Regions from separate parts of the Mus musculus genome. Here region 2 is linked to region 1. The links are chromatin contacts, called in public promoter capture Hi-C maps. All regions are on one chromosome and are shown on one strand. Each heading gives the region's core, a stretch centred on a gene start, on an enhancer-like site or on the middle of the called end of the contact. The rest is flanking DNA. Distances are from core to core; before and after follow the strand shown. Region 1 holds the start of Cartpt (CART prepropeptide). Region 2 holds the start of Gm41039 (a long non-coding RNA gene).

Evidence for each region. Promoter capture Hi-C pulls out the DNA fragments that hold promoters and counts their contacts.
Region 2: a promoter capture Hi-C map of pre-B cells shows a contact between it and region 1, with 3 times the contacts expected there. The contact joins the enhancer-like site here to the promoter of Cartpt in region 1. A contact is called at or near these places in 1 of 39 promoter capture datasets (pre-B cells), 1 of 15 datasets of contacts at CTCF or cohesin (large pre-B cells), 1 of 484 Hi-C or Micro-C datasets (nephron progenitors), 1 of 115 datasets of contacts at active chromatin or transcription factors (neural tube) and 1 of 9 other capture datasets (pancreatic islet).

Annotation. Positions count from the first base shown.
Region 1 is chr13:99,896,773-99,904,351 of GRCm38.p6, forward strand. It overlaps Cartpt (CART prepropeptide), which reads right to left and starts at 3,911. Exons shown (of 3, transcript NM_001081493.2): 1 at 3,704-3,911; 2 at 3,185-3,268; 3 at 1,711-2,254. The coding sequence starts at 3,862. The coding sequence ends at 2,147.
Region 2 is chr13:99,934,529-99,941,689 of GRCm38.p6, forward strand. Gm41039 (a long non-coding RNA gene) reads right to left here and starts at 48. Exons shown (of 2, transcript XR_873867.1): 1 at 1-48. Within about 2 kb of position 4,588, at least 110 of the 459 cell types and tissues checked have an H3K27ac peak or open chromatin away from gene starts, as enhancers often do. A contact at or near this core is called in pre-B cells, where this site is marked.

The DNA.
Region 1 (7,579 bases), core at 2,661-5,160:
AATATTTAAGCAAATTTTCTTTTTCTTGGACAGAGAGTTTCTCAGGTATATTGGCTGTGAAAGTGAATTAGTCTCGTACTCTTCAAGCATGTGATGCAGTAACTCCCTTTCTTAGAATGAACAACCTCCAAAAAGAACATATTTTCCAATCAAGGGGCTGCCCAGAACTGGGATGTAGGTCTTTAGGGGCTTCCCAGAACTGGGATGTAGGCGGTCTTTTGGTAGAGAGTTTGTACTTGCCTAGCACACACAGAGCCCTGAGTTTGAGCCCCAGACCCATCCATGTAGGCTGACTCTGTTGGCACGTGGCTGTAACCCTAGGACAGACAGAGATGGGCAATTCAGAAGATGAAGGTAATCCTTAGCTACAGAACCGGCTTGAGACAAAACTGAGTCGCAGGACACCCTGTCTCAAAAAGAACAAAACAAAAGTTCAGGTTTTCCATCTTGTTTTAAGTGTGCCCACGGTTGGAAAGAATATGTTTATTGGCCCGTGGTGCTGAATTTCTCTTCAGAAGCCACACCCATAAAGACACTCAAGCTGTCAGGCCATTGCCGAGTAGCCTCATGATTGTGAAAGACTAAATACTACACACACAGTCAAAATTGTCTGGGGCTATCTTTAAGAAAAGTAGCCTCTTGTTTTCCTGATTGAATACTCATCACTAATTGCCTTCCGCTCTATGCAGAAGCTACAAGTCAGTGTGGAGTCCTTGGTAGGCCTCCAGCTTTGATCAACCCTAAAGCTAAGGCTGTTGGATAGCAGCTAAAATATACAACAGACTTCCTCCTCTTGCTGTTGCCTGCCTGCCTAAAGCTCCTACCAATGTACTTGCTGGATCTATTGATTTATGATTTTCTTTGTTCTGTGGATGGAAGAGTTTATATAACTTCTTTCCTTCCAGAGAATGTCACTGAAGGTAACTTGAATACATGCACCCAGAAGTTAACCACGTAGATTTGGCTCAGAATAAACCATTTGTTGGCTTTAAAGCAGGGTTCTTGTATAAAGATAGGACTTATTGGTTTACACACACACACACACACACACACACACACATTCAAACATAGGTTCCCTATACATTTGTTTGCTGAGTCTGACTTATTTCACTTAACATAATGATTTCCAGTTCCATCCACTTTTCTGAAGATATCACTTCACTTATCTTTATGGCTGCACACAATCCAATTGAGTGTCTGTTGCACAAATTCTTCATTCATTCTTTTGTTGCTGCACCTCTACGGTGATTCCATTCCCTGGCTTTTGTGAATAGTGCAGTAATGAACACATATGTGCAAGTGTCCCTGAACAAGGCTCACTGCTGAAAACCAAGGTCTGAATAAGTAACAGTGTGCTTGTTATCTCAAACCCAACCATCTCTACCCCTCCTCTCTCTCTCTCTCTCTCTGTCTCTGTCTCTGTCTCTCTCTCTCTCACACACACTGGGAAGAGAGAGAGAGAGAGAGAGAGAGAGAGAGAGAGAGAGAGAGGAGAGAGAGAGAGACTACCACCACACCTCTGTAGTTAGCACACAGTATGTATACTGAAGCTGGTGTAACACACTCCTAATTAATGATCAAAACTCCTTGGAGCTGAGGTGCTGCTCTCCCAATAGACAGCTATTTTTAAAATATTTCTCTTTCAAAACAACAGCATGATTAATCCTATTATTCCTATTTAAATTACTTATGTAGAAAGAGCCATGCACTGTGAGCAATTGTTAAAAATGCTTTATTATGTGTAATTTGTACATGCTTCAATTTGTGTGGCTTTAGGGCAATTTATTTTCCGGGTTGTGATGTCATCTACCCAAATTAACTAGATCTAATTCTCATTGTGACACACCACATACAAAAATACAGTTTTAAAACGAAGTTCCTCTTCTTCCCAGAAAGATTCACAAGAATGTGTCAGATGGATAAAACAAGAAAAGAAATCTTTGCACACACACCAACACCATTCGAGGCATTCTCCTTCACACAATGATGTCAAATCTTTTATTTTGAAGCAACAGGGAAAGAGCCCATCCGCTCTCTGAGGGGAACGCAAACTTTATTGTTGCTAAAGCCAGGCTCCAGGGATAATGGAGCGCTCCTTTGGGGGAAAGAGGGAATATGGGAACCGAAGGTGGCGGCTGTCGTCCCTTCACAAGCACTTCAAGAGGAAAGAATTGCAGGAAGTTCCTCGGGGACAGTCACACAGCTTCCCGATCCTGGCCCCTTTCCTCACTGCGCACTGCTCTCCAGCGTCACACTGTCAACAACACAACCGATGGTTACTGGGGTCCCAAGGGAGCTTCCTCATGGTACCATCAGCTCAGGTCGAAGCAGTCAGATCCGAAGCCCAGGGGGCCTCGGGCTTATAATTTCAGAAAGAGGATATTTAAAGGAAGAAATTTAAATGACTGATCCCCTCCTCCTACGTTCTTCTGCCTTTGGGGAGGGACCACAATTTCAGCTTCCTTTTCTCTTTATCTGAAAGGGGCGGGGGGGGGGGGAAATCACCCAGATTCTTGCATCTAAGAAATATACACGCCTTTAATCCCAGCACTCGGGAGGCAGAGGCAGGCGGATTTCTGAGTTCGAGGCCAGCCTGGTCTACAAAGTGAGTTCCAGGACAGCCAGGGCTACACAGAGAAACCCTGTCTCGAAAAACCAACATATATATTTTTTTCTCATAACCTTTGTTTTCTGCTTTCCCACTTCCTTGCTCAAAGAAGGAAAAAGTGTGTGTGTGTGTGTGTGTGTGTGTGTGTGTGTGCGCGCGCGCGTGTGATTTTTACCTAGAGCTGTACAACGAAGGTGACCAGTCCTGAAAACTTTTTATCACAGAATTTAAGAAAGAAAACAACAACGAAATGATACAAATAAAGAAAAAGAAAAAAAATGGTGGTGCTCTAGAAGGAATTAGAGAGAACTGAATAGATTCAAGGGCTCTCCCATTTGAGATGTTTCAGAAAGTACTCCCACTCAGATCATGAGACTGTTTTCTGGCCCTAAGTAGCCTGTTCCCTCTTGTTCTTAGAGACCAAGGAGCAAAGGGGCGAGGGCAGAAGCAAAGAGGACGTTCCAGATAAATTCTTCACCTAGCTGCTCAGCCACCTGCTAGAGTAAAGACCGTGTGTAAGATTCTAGGCAATCTTTTCTCGTGGAAAAGTAGGGAAAAGGGAACCCGGAGCCTTACCATGGGGACTTGGCCGTACTTCTTCTCGTAGATCGGAATGCGTTTACTCTTGAGCTTCTTCAGGACTTCTTGCAACGCTTCGATCTGCAACATAGCGCCGGGAGCCCGAAGTTGCCGCCTTGGCTGCGAGCCCAGCGCAGGTGCTCACTTTCAGCCCAGTTATAAGGAGCCCGGGACACACAACCGCGGGGCAGCAGGACTCGGGGGACAAAGGGGAGTAGATACTGGTGGAAAGGAAGCCAGGCGGGCAAAGTCCCTAGACCTGACCTCACCTTCCAGAGCCTCCAAGGAGCACACTGCCCAGACCGGCCACAACTAGGGATTCGCTCGACAGACAGCCCGCAGCCCGTGAACTCAAATATCTTTGTCTGGTAGAGGGTACCCAGGGTACTTTTTTTTTTTTAATCCAGCGTCAGGGGCTCTGCCTTCTGGGATGGGACTGGGATAGAGGGGGACGCACGCAAAGCAAGGACCCTGTGGTAGTCCAGTGGGGGAACCCGAGGCGAGGGAAATACTGACCAGCTCCTTCTCGTGGGACGCATCATCCACGGCAGAGTAGATGTCCAGGGCTCGGGGCTGCAGCTCGGCGTCCTCCTGGGCACGGGCACCCAGCAAAGGTAGCAGTAGCAGCAGGGCGGCGCCCAGGAGGGGTAGCAGCCGCAGGCGGGAGCTCTCCATGGTTCTGGACCTCCTCGCTGCTCGGGCACTGCGCTCTCCGGCTTCTTATAGCCGGTTGAAATCGGGTGCCGGGAAGAGGGAGGGGGAGAAGAAGGACGGGGGTGTGGAGGAGAGCCCGGGTCAGCCGTCTGTAGGCAGCGCTCCGCTGCCGTTTGACGTCAATGCCCGCCGGGCTCCGGGAGCCCGGGAACGAGGCTCTGCGCACAGATGGGCTAGAGCGCAGAAAACAAGACCCCGTGCCCCGAAACGCTGTCCGCCCCGCAGCCAGGGAAGCTTCCCTAGGGGCCAGAGCTGAAACTGAGGGGCAAAAGGTGAGGGAAATGGAAAATGCCTTCGGGGCAATGAACAAGCAGAAGAGTTGTTTTCCCTATCTTAGCCGTGGTAGATGCACCAGAGTTCTGCTCATAGGCTCTGCTTTGCCTCCCTAATCCCCAAGCCCCGGGTGTAGCAGCAAGAAGGATATGTGGACTCCAGCAGGCTCACTTGCTGAGCACAATTCTAGGAAAGCTAGGGAGTGAGGGAGATGATCAGCATACTAGACGAAGGGAAATTATGTCCTCTGCACCAAGGGCTCTGTAGAGGCTGTGTGATACTAATAACCCGAAGAGGAAAGTAGAGTAACTCAACTGAACGGGAGCGAGAGAACCGGACGTGGTACCAGTCCTGGGCCAATCACTTCCAGAGTCTGTACCTTAGCACAAAGTTAACCTTTCTGATGGGCTGACAGATGGCTCAATGATTAAGAGCACGTGCTGTTTTTACAAGGTCTGAGCTCGAGTTCCCAACACCGCAGGCACCTGCACTCGTGTACACATACTTACACATATATGGATAATTAAAACTAAAGTAATAGCACATTTTTAAAGAACCTCTCCGAACATCTATCTTTGTCTTATAAAACCGAAGTTGGAAGAATGTAACACTGGAAGGATGGAATTGACGGCTCTTGTGTACAACGTTCCTTAGTTACCCTCGCCACAATAAACACTAAGTTACCCTCGCCACAATAAACACTAAGTTACCCTCGCCACAATAAACACTGAGTTACCCTCGCCACAATAAACACTGAGTTACCCTCGCCACAATAAACACTGAGTTACCCTCGCCACAATAAACACTGAGTTACCCTCGCCACAATAAACACTGAGTTACCCTCGCCACAATAAACACTGAGTTACCCTCGCCACAATAAACACTGAGTTACCCTCGCCACAATAAACACTGAGTTACCCTCGCCACAATAAACACTGAGTTACCCTCGCCACAATAAACACTGAGTTACCCTCGCCACAATAAACACTGAGTTACCCTCGCCACAATAAACACTGAGTTACCCTCGCCACAATAAACACTGAGTTACCCTCGCCACAATAAACACTGAGTTACCCTCGCCACAATAAACACTGAGTTACCCTCGCCACAATAAACACTGAGTTACCCTCGCCACAATAAACACTGAGTTACCCTCGCCACAATAAACACTGAGTTACCCTCGCCACAATAAACACTGAGTTACCCTCGCCACAATAAACACTGAGTTACCCTCGCCACAATAAACACTGAGTTACCCTCGCCACAATAAACACTGAGTTACCCTCGCCACAATAAACACTGAGTTACCCTCGCCACAATAAACACTGAGTTACCCTCGCCACAATAAACACTGAGTTACCCTCGCCACAATAAACACTGAGTTACCCTCGCCACAATAAACACTGAGTTACCCTCGCCACAATAAACACTGAGTTACCCTCGCCACAATAAACACTGAGTTACCCTCGCCACAATAAACACTGAGTTACCCTCGCCACAATAAACACTGAGTTACCCTCGCCACAATAAACACTGAGTTACCCTCGCCACAATAAACACTGAGTTACCCTCGCCACAATAAACACTGAGTTACCCTCGCCACAATAAACACTGAGTTACCCTCGCCACAATAAACACTGAGTTACCCTCGCCACAATAAACACTGAGTTACCCTCGCCACAATAAACACTGAGTTACCCTCGCCACAATAAACACTGAGTTACCCTCGCCACAATAAACACTGAGTTACCCTCGCCACAATAAACACTGAGTTACCCTCGCCACAATAAACACTGAGTTACCCTCGCCACAATAAACACTGAGTTACCCTCGCCACAATAAACACTGAGTTACCCTCGCCACAATAAACACTGAGTTACCCTCGCCACAATAAACACTGAGTTACCCTCGCCACAATAAACACTGAGTTACCCTCGCCACAATAAACACTGAGTTACCCTCGCCACAATAAACACTGAGTTACCCTCGCCACAATAAACACTGAGTTGCCCTCGCCACAATAAACACTGAGTTACCCTCGCCACAATAAACACTGAGTTGCCCTCGCCACAATAAACACTGAGTTGCCCTCGCCACAATAAACACTGAGTTGCCCTCGCCACAATAAACACTGAGTTGCCCTCGCCACAATAAACACTGAGTTGCCCTCGCCACAATAAACACTGAGTTGCCCTCGCCACAATAAACACTGAGTTGCCCTCGCCACAATAAACACTGAGTTGCCCTCGCCACAATAAACACTGAGTTGCCCTCGCCACAATAAACACTGAGTTGCCCTCGCCACAATAAACACTGAGTTGCCCTCGCCACAATAAACACTGAGTTGCCCTCGCCACAATAAACAACACTGAGTTGCCCTCGCCACAATAAACACTGAGTTGCCCTCGCCACAATAAACACTAAGTTGCCCTCGCCACAATAAACACTAAGTTGCCCTCGCCACAATAAACACTAAGTTGCCCTCGCCACAATAAACACTAAGTTGCCCTCGCCACAATAAACACTAAGTTACCCTCGCCACAATAAACACTAAGCCTCCTGGTCCCTTCCCCTAGAACTGTGAAGTCGTCCAAAGACTGTGTGTCCCCTGTCTCAACTTTAACTCAGGGCAAATTGAACCACCCACCGCACTCATCCTTCCCACTTTCTCTGGTACTCCAAGAATTCCAGAAATTAAAGGAGTGAAAAACGCAGCTCCCTGATTCTGGAAAGATCTCGAGAGATCAGAAGCCAAGGTGAGCCAAGTCTTCTGGTTCAGGAAGACACACAATAGTGGCTTTGTAAAGTTAAGGGCCTCACCCTATGTGGAACATGGACCCAGAATAGATCCCATCTGTTTGTTGACCTGACTGCTTGCATCGCACCCTCCTCCCCTCGACAGATCCTGAAACACACCCTTTCTGCCCCAGTCCCATCATCACACCAGAATCCTGGCCAACAGCCGCAGTGTGCTGACTGTCTGGTTCTTCATCCCACCCTTTTCCCTCACCTTTCTCTAATCCACAGTCCACCACCAGCCGTATCCTAAAAATGGCTGCTCAGTGGGGAATCTGCATCCCCCACTCTGCATCATCTGCACCGCAGCCCTGGCCACAGACCCTGCCACTGCGCTCTGGCTGGCCTTCTTGATCCTCTCACGAGTCAATCTCTCCCTGCTTGGCCTTTGTATTTACCTTGCCTGGAAATGTCTTCCTATGTCTTTAAGTCTCTCACTGCTTCTTGTGACATAAATCTCGATTTGTAAATTTCCACGGCTACTCAGTCTAAGGCATACTTCAATTTTTTTCTTCTACAACCTTATTGATTTAACACGTGATGTGGATTACTGAAATAGTTAATACAGAATATGTATCTGTTTTCTTCAGTTACCAAGTTTTTAATCAC
Region 2 (7,161 bases), core at 3,338-5,837, 38 kb after region 1:
ATGTATGTGCGTGTGCATTTGCACTTGAGTGTGCATGCACACACACAACAAACAGACAAATAAATAAAATATAATAAAAATATTGACAAAAAGAAACTTCACTGAGGAGACAGACTCCTTAACTGTCATGGAATTCATCACCTGCCCTTCAGTTCAGAGATTAAGGTATCGGTCAATAACTTGGACTGCAGGGGTAGCTCAGAGGTTAAAAATGCTTACTGTTCTTGTATAGAGCCTAGATTCAATTCCCAATACCCACATGGAGCTCACAACTGTCTGTAACTCTAGTTCCAGGGGATCCAATGCCCCCATAGGACCTCCACAGGCAGTCATGGGTATATATATACATGCAGGTAAAACAGTTGCATCCATAAAATAAAAATAAGGTATTTGCAAGAACTTGCCCATTTCTGCTCATCAGGTGTAATGAGCACATGGGATCCAGTACTCTATTGTAATAGTGAAAGGAATGTCGAAATGCCTAAGGCTTTTCTGAACATAGTAGGACAAGACAGGACAGCTAGCATAATTCTGAAGCAAGACTGAAAACACAATTAGTCCTCACTGATAAAAGAAGGTTGCTTCTCGTGGTGTTTACAGATTGGGAAGGTGAAAAAAAAAAATCACTCTCGAGTTGATAGGCAGACCAGCTTCCAGCAAAATATTGATCTGTTCTAACATACATCCCCCTAGAAGAGTACATCGGAGTGTAGTTTACAGGTGCCCACGATAATTCCCCAAGATTCGTATGCCTTTTGAGAAGGGGAGTTGATGAGGATGTGGTAAGCGCCAGCTTCTTGCATCTTCAACTGTGGTTCCGCAACCACGGCACAGTACCGGCTCTTCCCTCCCATGTCAGGCTTCTAATTTAGTCTCTTTAGTTATACGCATCTAGGGGCAAATGGAAGCTGGGATGTGTCTTGAAGATGCTCCACATCCTCTTATAAGCCAACTGCCCCAAGTGAGACTATTACAGTCTTCACATGTGAGAGAGGGGAAAGCATAGATGGGCAGGCTGCTTCCACCAAGGGAAGCTCATGTGGACCCAGCAATCCGTGATGCTGAGTTTTCCATCTGAGCCTGTCAGGTGGCCCTGTTCTACATCTTTTTATTTTTAAATATTTTTTTAGATTTGTTTAGTTTTATGTGTATATGTGTTTTGTTTACATGTACGTATATGTACCATGTGAGTGCCTAGTGTCCACAAAAGTCAGCAAAGGGCATCAGAACCCCTGGATCTAGAGTTAGGGATATTTGTGATCCACCACATGGATGCTAGGAAGCAAACCTGGGTCCTCTGCAAGAGCAGTAAGTGCTGTTAGCCACTGACCCATCTCTCCAGCCCCATTTCTGTATCTTAACACCCCATTCCTCCTCAACTGATGTCTAAGTTCACATGAGAGGTATAGGCAGGCTGTGAATTCAGGTAGATTTTGTTACTTCTTTGGTAGGGCTGACACTGTGGCTCTGAGAAGGGGCTGTTTTCAAAGCTCTCTAGGTTAAAAGCTCAATGATGCTCTGAACCCATAGCTGAGAACTTAAACATCTAAACCAGTCAGTCATTTATTTTCTTTCTATAAGTGCTCCAAGGTCATCCAGAAGAATTCATCCAGACTTGTGTCCCTGGTGGTCATCATTACTCACACAATTGTTCAATAGCTATTTCCCATGAGCACTTGCTTTTATAATGCTTAACAACCAACCATGTACGACATCATATACAGATTGAGTTTGGCCCCATGTGGGTTTTAGCACTAAACACAGAACAACACACACACACACACACACACACACACACACACACACACACACACCACTCTTCTATTTGATAATTTAAAAATTTAAAGAATAGCTAAAATTATTAATCTGTGATAATACTACTATGTTGGAGATTGGTTCTAATACTTTGATTCAATTGGGAATCTGCATGTCCAAACGCTAAAGGTCCTTGTGACCAATTGGTTTTTGATCAATCAATAAAGATGTCAACAGCTAATGACTGGGCACGGACGGGACCCTTTGAGTTGCACAGGCTAGGACATAGAGAGGAACAGGAGTGAACTGCCATAACTCGGGGTAGAAGGATGAGACACAGGAACAGCAGGATATAAAGGCAACCAGCCATGTGAGACCCTGGGTAAATGGCTACTGGCCACTTCCCTGATTGGGCCTGGGGTAGCAGGGAAAGGTTTAGGAGTGTCCATCTTTTGAGGTAGCCAAGGAACTTTTAAAATAATCTAGTGTGTGTGTGTGTGTGTGTGTGTGTCTTCAATTCACAGATGGAAAGATAGCTCCTGGGTAGGTGCACACATGTGACCCAGCAGGAGCCAAAGTGGTGTAGCAAAAACAATCACCACTACATAACTGTATTGAGGGAAGAGAGGGGAGGAGATAGTGTTAAGTCCACACACTAACAGCTACATTCTATTTGACATATAAAAATAATAATTAAATGGATAATTTCTAAAGTTGAAGAGCAAAGGAATAGTAACATAAGCATTTATATATGGGCACGGAAATTATTGAAGAATAAAATGGTTGACCATGACTGCCTCTCTTTATATGGGACTTGTGGGATGGGTGGGTCGGGAGATGCTCATGACCCTCTTTATTTTCTTATTACTCCCCTCCTTCTGGCATCTCCAAGTGCACATGGCAGCAGCCTTTCAGGTCTTGGGGTCCTAGCCCTCTTTTTCTGAACTAAAGAACCATTTCTCTTTCTTTAGATTTATTTTATTGTATGTGTATACGTCTTTAGTTTGCTTGTTTGGATCTGTACCACATGCACAGTGCCCATGGACGTCAGAAGAGATTGTCAGATCCCCTGGAACTAAATTAAAGGATGGTTATGAACTACCATGTGGGTGCTGGGAACCAAAATGGAGTCTTCTGAAAGGGCAACAAATGCTCTAAAGGCTGAGCCATCTTTCCCTCCCCAAAACGACTTCTCCGACATCTTCTAAGACAATGGTCCTCAACCTTTCACAGGATTCTCCTGAGACCATTGGAAAACACAGATATTTACATTATGATTCATAATGGCAGCAGAATGACAGTTACGAAGTAGCAACAAAAATAATTTTATGGTTGGAGTCATCACAACATGAGGAACTGCATTAAAGGGCTGCAGTGTTAGGAAGGTTGAGAACCACTGCTTTAAGACGTCTTTTCTTTTGCAGATCAGTGGTACGGAAACAAATATGTGCAGACAGGCATTAAAATCACCTGGAAACTCATTATTTCACCAATTTCCTCACCAAATACACAGCATGAGCATTTCTTGTCGGGCATTGAGCTGTCCTCTTGGATGACAAAGTCGTCATGTAGCTGCATTTGAAATTTGTGCTCTTGGCATGTTCCCAAGTACAGCCAGGGTCCAATTATCCTGCCTCTGAATTGCTGCCTTGTTCCAATCACCATGCCTCTGAATTGCTGCCGTGGATGCATGCCCCTCTAGTTAATATCCTTTATAGAATCCAGTGTGGAGATGGAAGACTGTGGTCAGCCATAACAGCAGGGAGTATTATGACTCATGGTCAGGCTTTTAAAATCAGTCTAATGCAGATTGCTCTTAAAGCATAGTGATAACTAAAATTCCTGGAGCTTTGTGTTTTTCTATATTAACTATGACTGCAAAATCAGACTTCCACAATACTACACATCAGCTCTTTATCTTCCTGTATCCACTACTCTTGGTTTCCATGATGCTTTGAACCTTCATTTATCTTTTTGTTTTGTTTTGTTTTGTTTTGTTTTGTTTTTTGTTTTTTTGTTTTTTGAGACAGGGTTTCTCTGTGTAGCCCTGGCTGGCCTGGAACTCACTCTGTAGACCAGGCTGGCCTCGAACTCAGAAATCTGCCTGCCTCTGCCTCCCAAGTGCTAGGATTAAAGGCATGCGCTACCACGCCCGGCTGAACCTTCATTTATCTTATCCAGAATTTTGAACTTCTTTCCAGCCCTGTATTGAGGGGCAATGAGTGGGTCAGGAAAAGCAAGGCTCTGAGTTAGACACACTTGGATAAAATCAGGTTTTCTTCTTCCTTTCTTCTTTTGTTTCTTCCTTCCTTCCTTCATGCTTCCTTTCTTTTTCCTTTCCTTTCCTTTCCTTTCCTTTCCTTTCCTTTCCTTTCCTTTCCTTTCCTTTCCTTTCCTTTCCTTCCTTCTTTCTTCCTTTCTTCTTCTTTTTAAGATAAATGGCTCAAAGGGCTACATGGATGATTTTGTCATCCAAGAACCTGGCTCACTGCCTGAAGTATTTGCTGAATGAATTACTGAATTAATGAGTGGTGGCAGATAATCAAAGAGACTGGCTAGGAGCTTGGATGCTGAATTATCACAGAGGGCAGGTTGTGGTGGGCTCAGTGATAAGGATGGGGATTTGGGGAGCTTGTAGAAAGGCAGGATCAGTAAGATTTACAGGTCGATTGAACATCAGAGTGAGATGAGAAAGGATCACAAAGATACCCACATTTCTGGGCTGAGCACCTAGGAGAAAGCGACAGCTAAAAACAGGAGTTTATATCACCATAGACACGTCTAGCACAGATCATCCCTGGATGACTGACAGCTAAACAAAATGAGCATGGCACGGAAAGATGGATGATCCCACTTCCTGTGGCGCCTGGAATAGGCACCCACAAAGTAAAGTAGTGGTTTCCGCCGGCTGAAGGAACTGCTGCTTAGAGATACCCTTTTACTCAGTTTCCGGGGGGCTGCCTAGAGATGGACGGCTGAGATGGCCACACATCATGGGGCGTTGCAAGCCAAGGAACTGAAGATTATTACAATGGTGAAGATTATGTTATATACGTTTCTCCAGAATAAACAATAATCTCAAATTACCAACCATCTGGATAATGAATCTTCCCTTTTTAAAGTCTACTCAGTCATCTAGAAATGAGGAACTGGCAGGAATCCGTAGAGACCTAAACCCGTTTAACTCACGGACAAGCTGCAACACGGGCACCGGTGCAGAAAGATGACTCAGAACAATCCCGGGGAAGTGACGTTTCTGCTGCTGTTAGGGCCCATTACATAAAACTTTTGTTTTAGCTTGCTTTTGCTCTGTCTTGGTTCTGCCCATCACTTGTGGAGAAAGCTCATAAGACTCTTCCTAGCCCTTGGTACTCCTAACAGAGAGCCAGACGTGGGGAAGAGAGTCAAAATAAGGCAGGCTTTAGTGGGGCTGTGAGCAGCACCAAATTTGTGCATGATCTGAAATTAACAATTTTAAATTCATGGAGGAGTCTTCAATATCTGCCACAGCTTGAAATCTGATGTGGCTGTACTGGGTAAGGTCTCGCAGTGTTGGTGTTGACTGCATATGGGTCCCAACATGAGAAAATGTCCAATTATTCCAAGAAGACTCCAGGATTCTTTTCTTTTCTCTTCTTTGTTTTTAAAAGATTCCCCCCCCCTTTTGTGTATGCATGTGACATGTGTGTGTGTGTGTGTGTGTGTGTGTGTGTGTGTGTGTGTGTGTGTGACTTGAGGCCAGAGGCATGGGCTCTCCTGGAGTTGGAGTTGTAGCAATTTCCAGCCATCATGGGAAGTGAACTCAGGACCTCTGGAAAAAACAAGTGCTCTCAGCTTCTGAGGCATCTCTCTAGCTCTGTAGGGTTTTTGTTTTTTAATAAAAATTCCTCAGTTATTCTCTCATACAGCTCAGGATATGTTTATTCTCTCTCTCTCTCTCTCTCTCTCTCTCTCTCTCTCTCTCTCTCTCTCTCTCCCTTTCCTTTCCTTTCCTTTCCTTTCCTTTCCTTTCCTTTCCTTTCCTTTCCTTTCCTTTCCTTTCCTTTCCTTTCCTTTCCTTCTTTTGTGTGTATATTTAGTGGTATGGGGTGCTGCAGGGCTGGGGTGGGGTTGTCATCAAGCCCATGCTAAGGTTAGAGGACAACTTTGTTCCAGGAATCCAACTTGAGTGTGTTAGGTTTGTGCAGCAGACACCTTCACTTGCTGAGCCATGTCACTGCCACAAATGTCTGCTCTTAATTAACATTTGGTGAGATGTTAAGACAAATTTACCCTGCCCCAAAACTTGAGGAGAGAAATGTACAATTATGTAACAGGAAGTATAAATAAGTGATATTACCAAAGCAAAAACCATCATGGAGTCCTAAAATTAAGTACTACACAAGAGATTAAAGTCATCTGCAGATGCAGGTGCCCAGCTGCCACAGTCTGTTAGGAAGGAACCCTGGAGCTCTCTGCAGACCTAGGATGCAGAAACCTTGGCCTGTTGCCTAGCAACCTGCATGTTAAGAAGCCTTCCCACTGGGCTCAGCCACACAGGCCTGCTATCCCAGTTCACAGGAAGCTGAGGTAGGGTCCAGAGCAGCACCGGTCTGAGCCAGTGTAGGCTACCTAGTGAGCCGCAGTCTAAATAAATAGATACATAGATAACAATGACAGAAAAAGAAACAGAAACAAAGTTAAACAAATGCAAGGTGATTCTGATGTAAACTGAAGTTTGAGATTCATTATTCTAGAGCATTTAGGTGTTAAAAAATATCCCATCACACCACAGCATAGTTTTAAACCTCCATGGCTAATTTTAATGAGACAACAAGATGGGTGACCTCTAAAAACCAAGTGTCACCTTTGCATTAACAGATAAGGAGAGCAGTGAGCTCACCCAGTGGGGCAGCCTGATCATCTAAGTGTTCTATCTCCCCAAGATGAGAGACAGCCACACATCCACAACTGTGGCATGCAGGCATGCTCCCCCTCCCCGTAACTCTCATCACCATCACCATCATCATCATCATCATAACATTTTAAAGAGAAGGGGTGGACCTCCCACAATTAGAGACCCTTCCCTACAAAGGACCCAGATCTGTTACCTTCACACTGAATCTTCTCTCTAGCAAGCTCTTACAATTGTCTACTCAGAGATACTAAATCTGTTCTAGCTCAGATTTAATCTAATTCTTGTTGAAGACTTCATTGTGTCTTTATTTTCAGAGCCTGGTTCCAGGAATCCAGTTTTGTGGTTACTTTTTCTACAGATTGTTTATGGTGGAAACAGGCAGCTTTAAAACCAAGACAGAAAAAAAAAATTAAAGTTAAAATATCAGTAGCTCCAAAATAAAAGCCGAGGTCTCCAAAATACTTCCATTAGCTACACAATGAAAGCAACGCCATGATTTCCAAAGGAGT